2 separate regions of the Mus musculus genome follow, and region 1 is linked to region 2. A link is a contact called in public ChIA-PET data. All regions are on one chromosome and are shown on one strand. Each heading gives the region's core, a stretch centred on a gene start, on an enhancer-like site or on the middle of the called end of the contact. The rest is flanking DNA. Distances are from core to core; before and after follow the strand shown.

Region 1 (3,776 bases), core at 829-3,328, 650 kb before region 2:
GTATCACTCAAGCCATGAGAATCAGGTTGCACTTAAGCATCATCAAGTAAGTGCATTAATGCATGCTGTGAACCAATGAGTCAAAATTATTCAATTAATGAATCTAAAGACCTGCCCCTAACACACAGGCACATTTTAATGCAGTTACATGTCTCATGTAGCCCAGGTTAGCCTCATACTTGTTATGTAGCCAAGGATAACTTTGATCATTCTGATTCTCCTGCCTCTACTGGATTATAGGAATGTGCTACCATGCCTGTTTTATGCTGTGCTGTGATCAAACCCAGGGTTTCATGTACGATAGATAAGTGCTATGCCAACTGTACTACATCCCCAGCCCAAGACAGTAACATTTGACCAGGGAGTTTCCTTGTGTGAGATGGTGGACATGAAGAGAGAAATGAAAAGCATACAAAAGGCTTCACATCCTTTTCCATGGGTCACACATCTTTGCATTTGCAATTATCTTCCTTTCCTTTTAACTTCTTTCTCTTCAGCTTCCTACCTCTACCCCATCCTACTTTTTCAATGGCTGCTTGGCATCAAATCCTAAGACGTAGTAGGAAAATGTATTGGTATCTATGAAGCAAAACCTATCTTAAGGTAAATAAAACTAACGACCTGCACACATGTGAACTTGCCAACTTCTCTTTTAGCTAACCCCTGTAAAGATTCTAAACAGTGAAACATACAAAGCTTTGAGTCCAACCCAAAAAGTTTCCAAAGAAAATACATGAGTTTATAACAAATGGCTGTCCACAGAGGGCATCAGAAAAGCATTCTGTGTAAAATCACTAATGTTGCATGACTTTCAACAAGGGTAAGGCTTTACTATCTAGTAAATTAAGGTGTCTTAAGTATTCCTTTAAAAGAAAGTTAAGATCCCTTAAACATGATATACAGAAACCTTTAAACATAAATTTTAAAGATTCTTTAGCTGTAAATATGTGTTGCCAAATACTGGAGACCTGCATCCTCTGGAGAAATTATTGAACATTCTCTTCAATAGATGGCCTCCTTCCAATGGTCTCTTCATTTGGAATGGAGTTTATGACAATAAATAGCTCTTACTCATGAGAACCAAAGGTTGTTTAGGGTAAGAACTTTCTAATTGATAAATATATAGCCTCCTTGCCATTGCTATTGGGAACTTGAAGGATTTTAACCTAAATAAACATATTTCAACCAACAGTAAAAGGAAACTTACTGGTGTCTATACCAGCTTTTGTGCTTACTTCAGGATTCTTCTTGGCACTCGCTGAATTCAGGTAGACATACTACTTACATGAACACCATGTTTACTGCTCAAGCCTGAACTAAGACCTCCACAATGTCTATTTCATTTTATCTCACAATGAAATTGAGGTGATGCTCATTTAGGGTCCCGTTTTACAGAGATTTAGGTAGTAAATCCTGCTCCAAACGCCACTAGGGAGAATTGAGATATGAGCCCAGGCAATCTAATCCAAGACCTCTAGAATTTACCTACTCTCTTACTTATCACAGTTTTATAGGATGTAAAAAGTAGAATCCTGACTGGGCGGTGGTGTCACATGCCTTTAATCCTTGTACTCAGGAGGCAGAGGCAGTTAAATCTCTGAATTCGAGGACAGCCTGGTCTACAAAGTGAGTTCCAGGACAGCCAGGGCTATACAGAGAAACCCTATCTCAAAACAAAACAATAAATAAAATTCTGAATATAAAAGTTCTTGGGACTAGTTGTTAAATAAAATGTTACTTCTTCCCAAAGAACTTGTGTTAAAGTTCTATTTGCTGTATTATGAGAATTAGCTAGTTTCTAAATAGTAGCTTGTCAAATTAGCACAAAACTCTAAATGCATTCAAGTTTCACAGGTCACTACAGTTTTAAAATAAACCATGCTGGTCATGAGAACACAAATGAAAACAGGGGGAAAAATGGTATCAAAATTGCTTACCTGTTACTTGAACTGAGAAGAAGTTGAGAGCCAAGAACAGCAGCCTGAGTGTCATTGTTCTGATGAGGGCCAGGGCTGCAGCCCCTCCTCTGTGAGCAAGGCAGAGTGTGGTGTGAACTGAAGTCACATCTGCCAAGGTCTATGACTCTCTGCCATCCAGGGCCACTTTACAGGGCACATGATCAAGGGACTCAAACCACAAGGCTTCGTGACTTTCACACAGGATATTACATTGTTTTTGATGACTTGACTTTTACTTCTTTTAGCAACCAGTCCTTTTTTTCTTTTTTCTTTTTTGGGAGGCGGGGGGGGGGGGTACTGAAGAGAGTGTCAGCCACCACCAGATAATGTGCTCAGGAGAGTCATGCTGATGAGCATCGGAGCTGTGAAATGTGGGCGCTTAGGGCCCAGCAACAACAAAAGCAGACAAACAAGGCATTCTAAAGAAGAGAGAAAAACCTCTCTCAGAAGACAAACTCTTACAGACGAATCCAAAATACAAGGCTGTGTGGGAAGCTGAGAGATTTCTATGCACGTGTTTAAATTCTGCATAAACGTTATGAGATTGAAGTTTGAAATAATCTTAAGGCGATCCTATGGAGTGTATGTATAACTCACTTCTACCAATTTTGAAAACCGCTTCCAAGTACACACTTGGCAAGCACCCAGGCATCTGAGCAGCTGCAGAAATTTCCAGAGCAAAGAGGAAGTCATAAAAACACCATATTTTCTTAGGGAAACAGGAGGTAAACGAAACACCCTTGCTACCTCATGTTCCCTATGTCCCTCAAAGAAACATTTCAAACAGCAGACCATTGGAAGATTCACCACAGAGACACCCGGGGCCTTTGTAACCAGCTCTCCACACCTCTCCCCAACTCCTGGGCCTTCTGTAGACAGGGCTAGCCCACCAGCATGGCCAGCTCCACATTCCTCTTCTAGAGCCATCCTGGATCCCCCTGGTCAGCATCTGTACTCAACAGCTTCCCTGATAGTCTGACTCTTATAGAAGCTATAATCATCGGAGTTTGTGGTTATATGTATCTCATACACATTAGCTTTCTCAAAACTTTCTTGGTGATTTTTTTTCTTTCTTTTCTGATAATCTGAGCTTTGTGAAACCAGCCTCATTTGTGATTTTGTGTATATTTAAAAGAATGATTTATATTTTTTATTCTGAATACAAAAGTGAGCTATATTGCATACGTAAAAAAATTTAGAAAAAAATATAAGCATAAAGTCAAGGTTTACCTATATTCTTACCGAATTATAAAAATACTTAATATTTGAGCCATTACTTTCCATGTTGTTTTGTTTATAGTTTTCAATAGATATGTTATCAATTGTTAATTTCTAAGGCATCCATATATGATATAAATATTTTTATTACATTTTAGCTGGTATATAAAACTTAAATATTAAACGTATCAGTCAAATACCATATGATGTTTTATAGGCATATATACATATTTTATTTTTCGAGACAGGGTTTCTTTGTGTAGTCCTGGCTGTCCTGGAACTCGCTCTGTAGATCAGGCTGGCCTCAAACTTGTAATCCTCTTGACACAACCTCTTAAATGCTAGTATTATAGATGTGGACCATAATACCCGATTCTACTCTCTGATTCTAGGCAATGAATGTTTTTTTGTTTTGTTTTGGTTTGTTTGTTTGTTTTTTTATCTTCAATTGGATGAAATTATGTGATACTTGTCTTTGTGTAGCTGACTTCTCTCTCAATGGCAGTATACAGAATAGAAAAAGATTTTCACAAAATTCACATCTGACAGAGGGCTAACATCCAAAATATTTAAAGAACTCAAGAAACTAGACATCAGCAA
Region 2 (3,813 bases), core at 1,030-3,529:
GAGTGGACACTCTCCCTGGACTCATAAATGATTCATACCCCAGGTAGGATGGTGCAAGACATCACGTTACTGAGAAAGACATACAATCTCAAACTCATCAATTATTTCTAGGATTTCCACTTCATATTGGCAGCAGGTAACCAAAACTGAGGAACACAAACCCCATGGATAAAAAGAAACTAGGCTAATTCTCTTAAAATCCCAGAGCGTGGGCCATGATATAGCTAAGCAGCAGACTGTTGGTCTAGGACACACAAAGCCCTGAGATTAATTCCAGAATGTTAGACTCAAGGTTCAAAACAAGCAACAAGCAAGTGTGGTTGGCTGCAGGCAGGTATAATCCCAGTATTCAGGAGGTAGAAATAGGTGAGCCTAGAATTCAAAGCTAATCTGGAGAAACATAGTCAATTGAAATCCATACTGGACTACATAGGGACCCAGTCTCAAACAAAAACATAAAACCTCAAAAACCCAAACCAAACAAATAAAAAAATCCCTAATATCAAAAAACAAATAAACAAACACCAAGAGACTGTTAAGAAAAAGAAATCTTGTTCCAGATAACACTGAGTCTTCATGAGGACCCCAATAAATGAATCCCAGAAGTCTGCAGTTGATATAAGCTAAAATTAAGAGAACCAACACTCTAGCATTAGCTATCTAGGTAACGCCTGCAAGCCATACCAGCTAAGACATGTAAGTGACTATTGAAAAAAGCTCGTCCCAGGTATTCTTAGTCACTTATCTTCCCTTAACTAAATACCTTAGCTAAATAAAAATATATTTTAGTGAATTCAAGATGTGTGCTTTGCAAACTGAACTCTGAGTAATTCCTGTTCTATATCTTCCTAATCATAGTTTTCCACTCGAATTAAGATTTTAAAAATGTACTGTCTTCCAAATGTATTGTTAATCTGTTAAGTCCAAACTAAAGGAAGTTTAAAATGATGTTTTAATTAGTTATATGTTATCAGTAAAAATTCAATAGTTAATTCGTCTGGTAACACTGTTATCAGCAAACCCAATCTGAACAAGGAAATTTTTTTTCCCTGTATTTTGGGCAGAGGTTTTTCTCATTTTATGCCTCCACCTACATCAGTGGTAAAAACTTCTATTGGTAGCTCTTATGAGAAAAATAGTTAACATTTTCTGAGTGCTTCTTATGCGACATTAAATTGTCACAGCTAATCTTAGTGTGGCACAGAGGTTAAGTAACAGGTAGAATCAAATTCAGGCATTCCTGTAATGGGGCATGCAATTCTGTAAAATGAATAAACTGAGAACAGTCATGCTTTTTGGGTCGTTGTCCACTTAACAAATGATTGTTTTCGCCTCCAACTGACTAGATAACTTCTAGTTTTCTACGGATTTAAATTTAATTAGGCGACATATAGAAAACCTCTCACCATATTCACTGGTTCACTCATACCGCTAAGCCAACACATTTTGCAATCCAGTTCTGCCTGACTCTAAATTGCTGTCTCAGAGTAGTGTGTCCCTGTACCCCACCCTACCCCCGGAGGTTTTCAGACGAATGCCTTAAAAAAGTGACTTTGGGATCTTAAGAGTAATAGCCCCCATCTATTCTCCACTCAGGAAAATAACTAGAGTAATAATCGAGACCATTGAGACCGAGACAAGCCTTTGAGTGACATCAAGATTAAAAAAATAATTAATAATTAATAATAATAATAATAATAAAAGAAGCCCGAAAGCAGGGGAGAAGGTGCAGAGGACACTTTTCTAAACGTCAGACTCGGAAAGGAGGGGAGAGGCCCCTCTCGGGCGGGCGCTCCGGCCCAGGACTCGGATGCTCCGTGGCGGTGGTGCGTTCTCGGGCTCCGCACCCTCTGCGGGACAGACACCTCGCCTCCCCCTGCGGCAGCCTGCCTTCTCCCGGCCGCGGGGCCCCTCCCGGGCCCACGGCGAAGGAGCCGCCGTGGAGGCGGACGAGGGCGCAGGGACAGCGCACAGCGGCGTCCGGCGACGGCCGGGGGCGGGGGCCGGCGGTTGCTCCCAGCCCGGGAGGGTCAGGAGGTGACGGGAGGAGGCGGCAGGGGGACGAAGGGAGGTTGGGAGGGAGCGTCCGGTCGCTGGGCACAGACAGCTCTGCCAGGCCTCCGGCTCCCCCAACCCTGCCGCCGCAGCGAGCCCCACAACGCGAGAGGGGAGTCCGCCGTAAGCAGAAGGGAGAAAATTCAAAACGAGACTACTCAACCTCGTCTTGGCTCCGAGGCCGCGCCGTGGAGACCAGCACAATGCGCAGGCGCACCCCTCCTGGAGGCGCAGCGCAGGTCCATCAGATTAGACCCTTCTCAGCCACCGTCGCCCAGTTCCCTTCCGACTCGTTCTCCTTTCCCGAGTTTCCGCTCTGAAGCCAGAGGTAAGAACACATGGTCTCGGCCGAATTTGGCTGTTGGAACAGTGCACACAAGACGAACAGATGGGACCTTTGTCACTCAGAATAAAGAAGCAGGAAGTGTAATATCTGCCCGGAGAAAGGAGTATTAAAAGCAGATATGAGACCCTAAATGCGGTGTGGCAAAATAAATAAAGCCTACAACTCCCAGTGTTCAGAGGGTCTGAAACGCGCTCCCTTCTGGGGTTTGTAGTATCTGAGCGCTGAGTCTAAAGGGTCTGGGTCTAAAGACACGCTTAAAATTTGGCTCAAGCTAGTTATTTTCTTTATTTTCCTAATAGATTACGAATCTAGATAGATAAGAAACAAAAGTCTTAAGGGGACTGGATGCTTTTAGGACTACGCTTGACTAATCGATGTTTCCTAAATCTCGGAATAGGTACTTGATGTGTGCGGGCTGGGCGCTGGTGGAAATCGAACCTCGTGGTATGTTCTGTAGGAACCTGAGGGAGCTAACTGAAGCCTAGCTCCTGCTGCGCTTGCGGCGCAGTCTACCTTAGAGCTGCTTGATTATCAACGCACACATTTTCGTGGAGAAGTCTCGTGTGTATATTCAGCCATGGCACAACTCCAGGCACGTTTCTACAGCGAGAACAAGAAGTAAGTAAGGGTTCCAGCTTCTGTCCCTGTCTTCCAGGAGCCGATCTCGTTTGAAGACTCCTTCGATTTGATCCTTGCTGTTTTGACTGGGGATATACATTAAAGAAGAAACGGACAAGGTTTTAGTAAATCAAAGTTGAAAGAACTTTAATAATTATAATGGCTACAATTAAAAGAATTTATTGCAAATAAGATAAGCTGACTGATAGAAAAAAATAAAAAAGACTTCATTCGCCTTCCCCTTCACGTGCCCCGCACTTCTGCCCTGTCTCATTTGGAAGCGGTGTTCACGTCTTCTTAAATCTCCGTTTTCTACCCACTTTCATGAGCTTTTCATAATTTGACGTGTGTGGAGGACCAGGGCTTCACGTTTGCTTTCTGCATGCTGCACACATCATGTCAGTAATTTGAGAGTTGAACAGGCTTGTCCGTTAACGGTGTCTCGTGGTTTCTGAAAGCACAACTTCATCCCCCCCCCCCCCCCAAACAGACTAGAAACTGGCTATGGAGTTTGTAGAGCTGTTTTTTTAATTAGAATGAAGCCAATTCAGTGTCCGATTTGATTAGGTGTATTTTGTGTGAGTGTGTCCAACTTAGGTTTCTCTTGTTGTGATAAAACACTGACAAAAAGCAATTTGGGGAGGAAAGGGTTACAGTCATCTCAGAGGAGGCCAAGATAGGAGGAACTCCTGGCAGGAACTGAAGCAGAAACCAGAGGTGAGGGGTGGGGGTGGGGGCAAGCTGCATTTGCTCTCCCAATGGCTAGCTAGCTAAGTTTGCTTTTAAAATACAGG

Evidence for each region. ChIA-PET counts read pairs in DNA pulled down with a chosen protein or histone mark.
Region 1: a contact with region 2 is called in an RNA polymerase II ChIA-PET map of memory CD8 T cells, with 86 read pairs. The contact joins the promoter of Cd28 here to the promoter of Carf in region 2. A contact is called at or near these places in 4 of 115 datasets of contacts at active chromatin or transcription factors (double positive thymocytes, effector CD8 T cells, extraembryonic endoderm stem cells and 1 more).

What each region holds. Positions count from the first base shown.
Region 1 is chr1:60,744,690-60,748,465 of GRCm38.p6, reverse strand. It overlaps Cd28 (CD28 antigen), which reads right to left and starts at 2,078. Exons shown (of 4, transcript NM_007642.4): 1 at 1,938-2,078. The coding sequence starts at 1,992.
Region 2 is chr1:60,096,713-60,100,525 of GRCm38.p6, reverse strand. Carf (calcium response factor) reads right to left here and starts at 2,279. Exons shown (of 16, transcript NM_139150.5): 1 at 2,219-2,279. It overlaps Wdr12 (WD repeat domain 12), which reads left to right and starts at 2,619. Exons shown (of 13, transcript NM_021312.5): 1 at 2,619-3,019. The coding sequence starts at 2,979.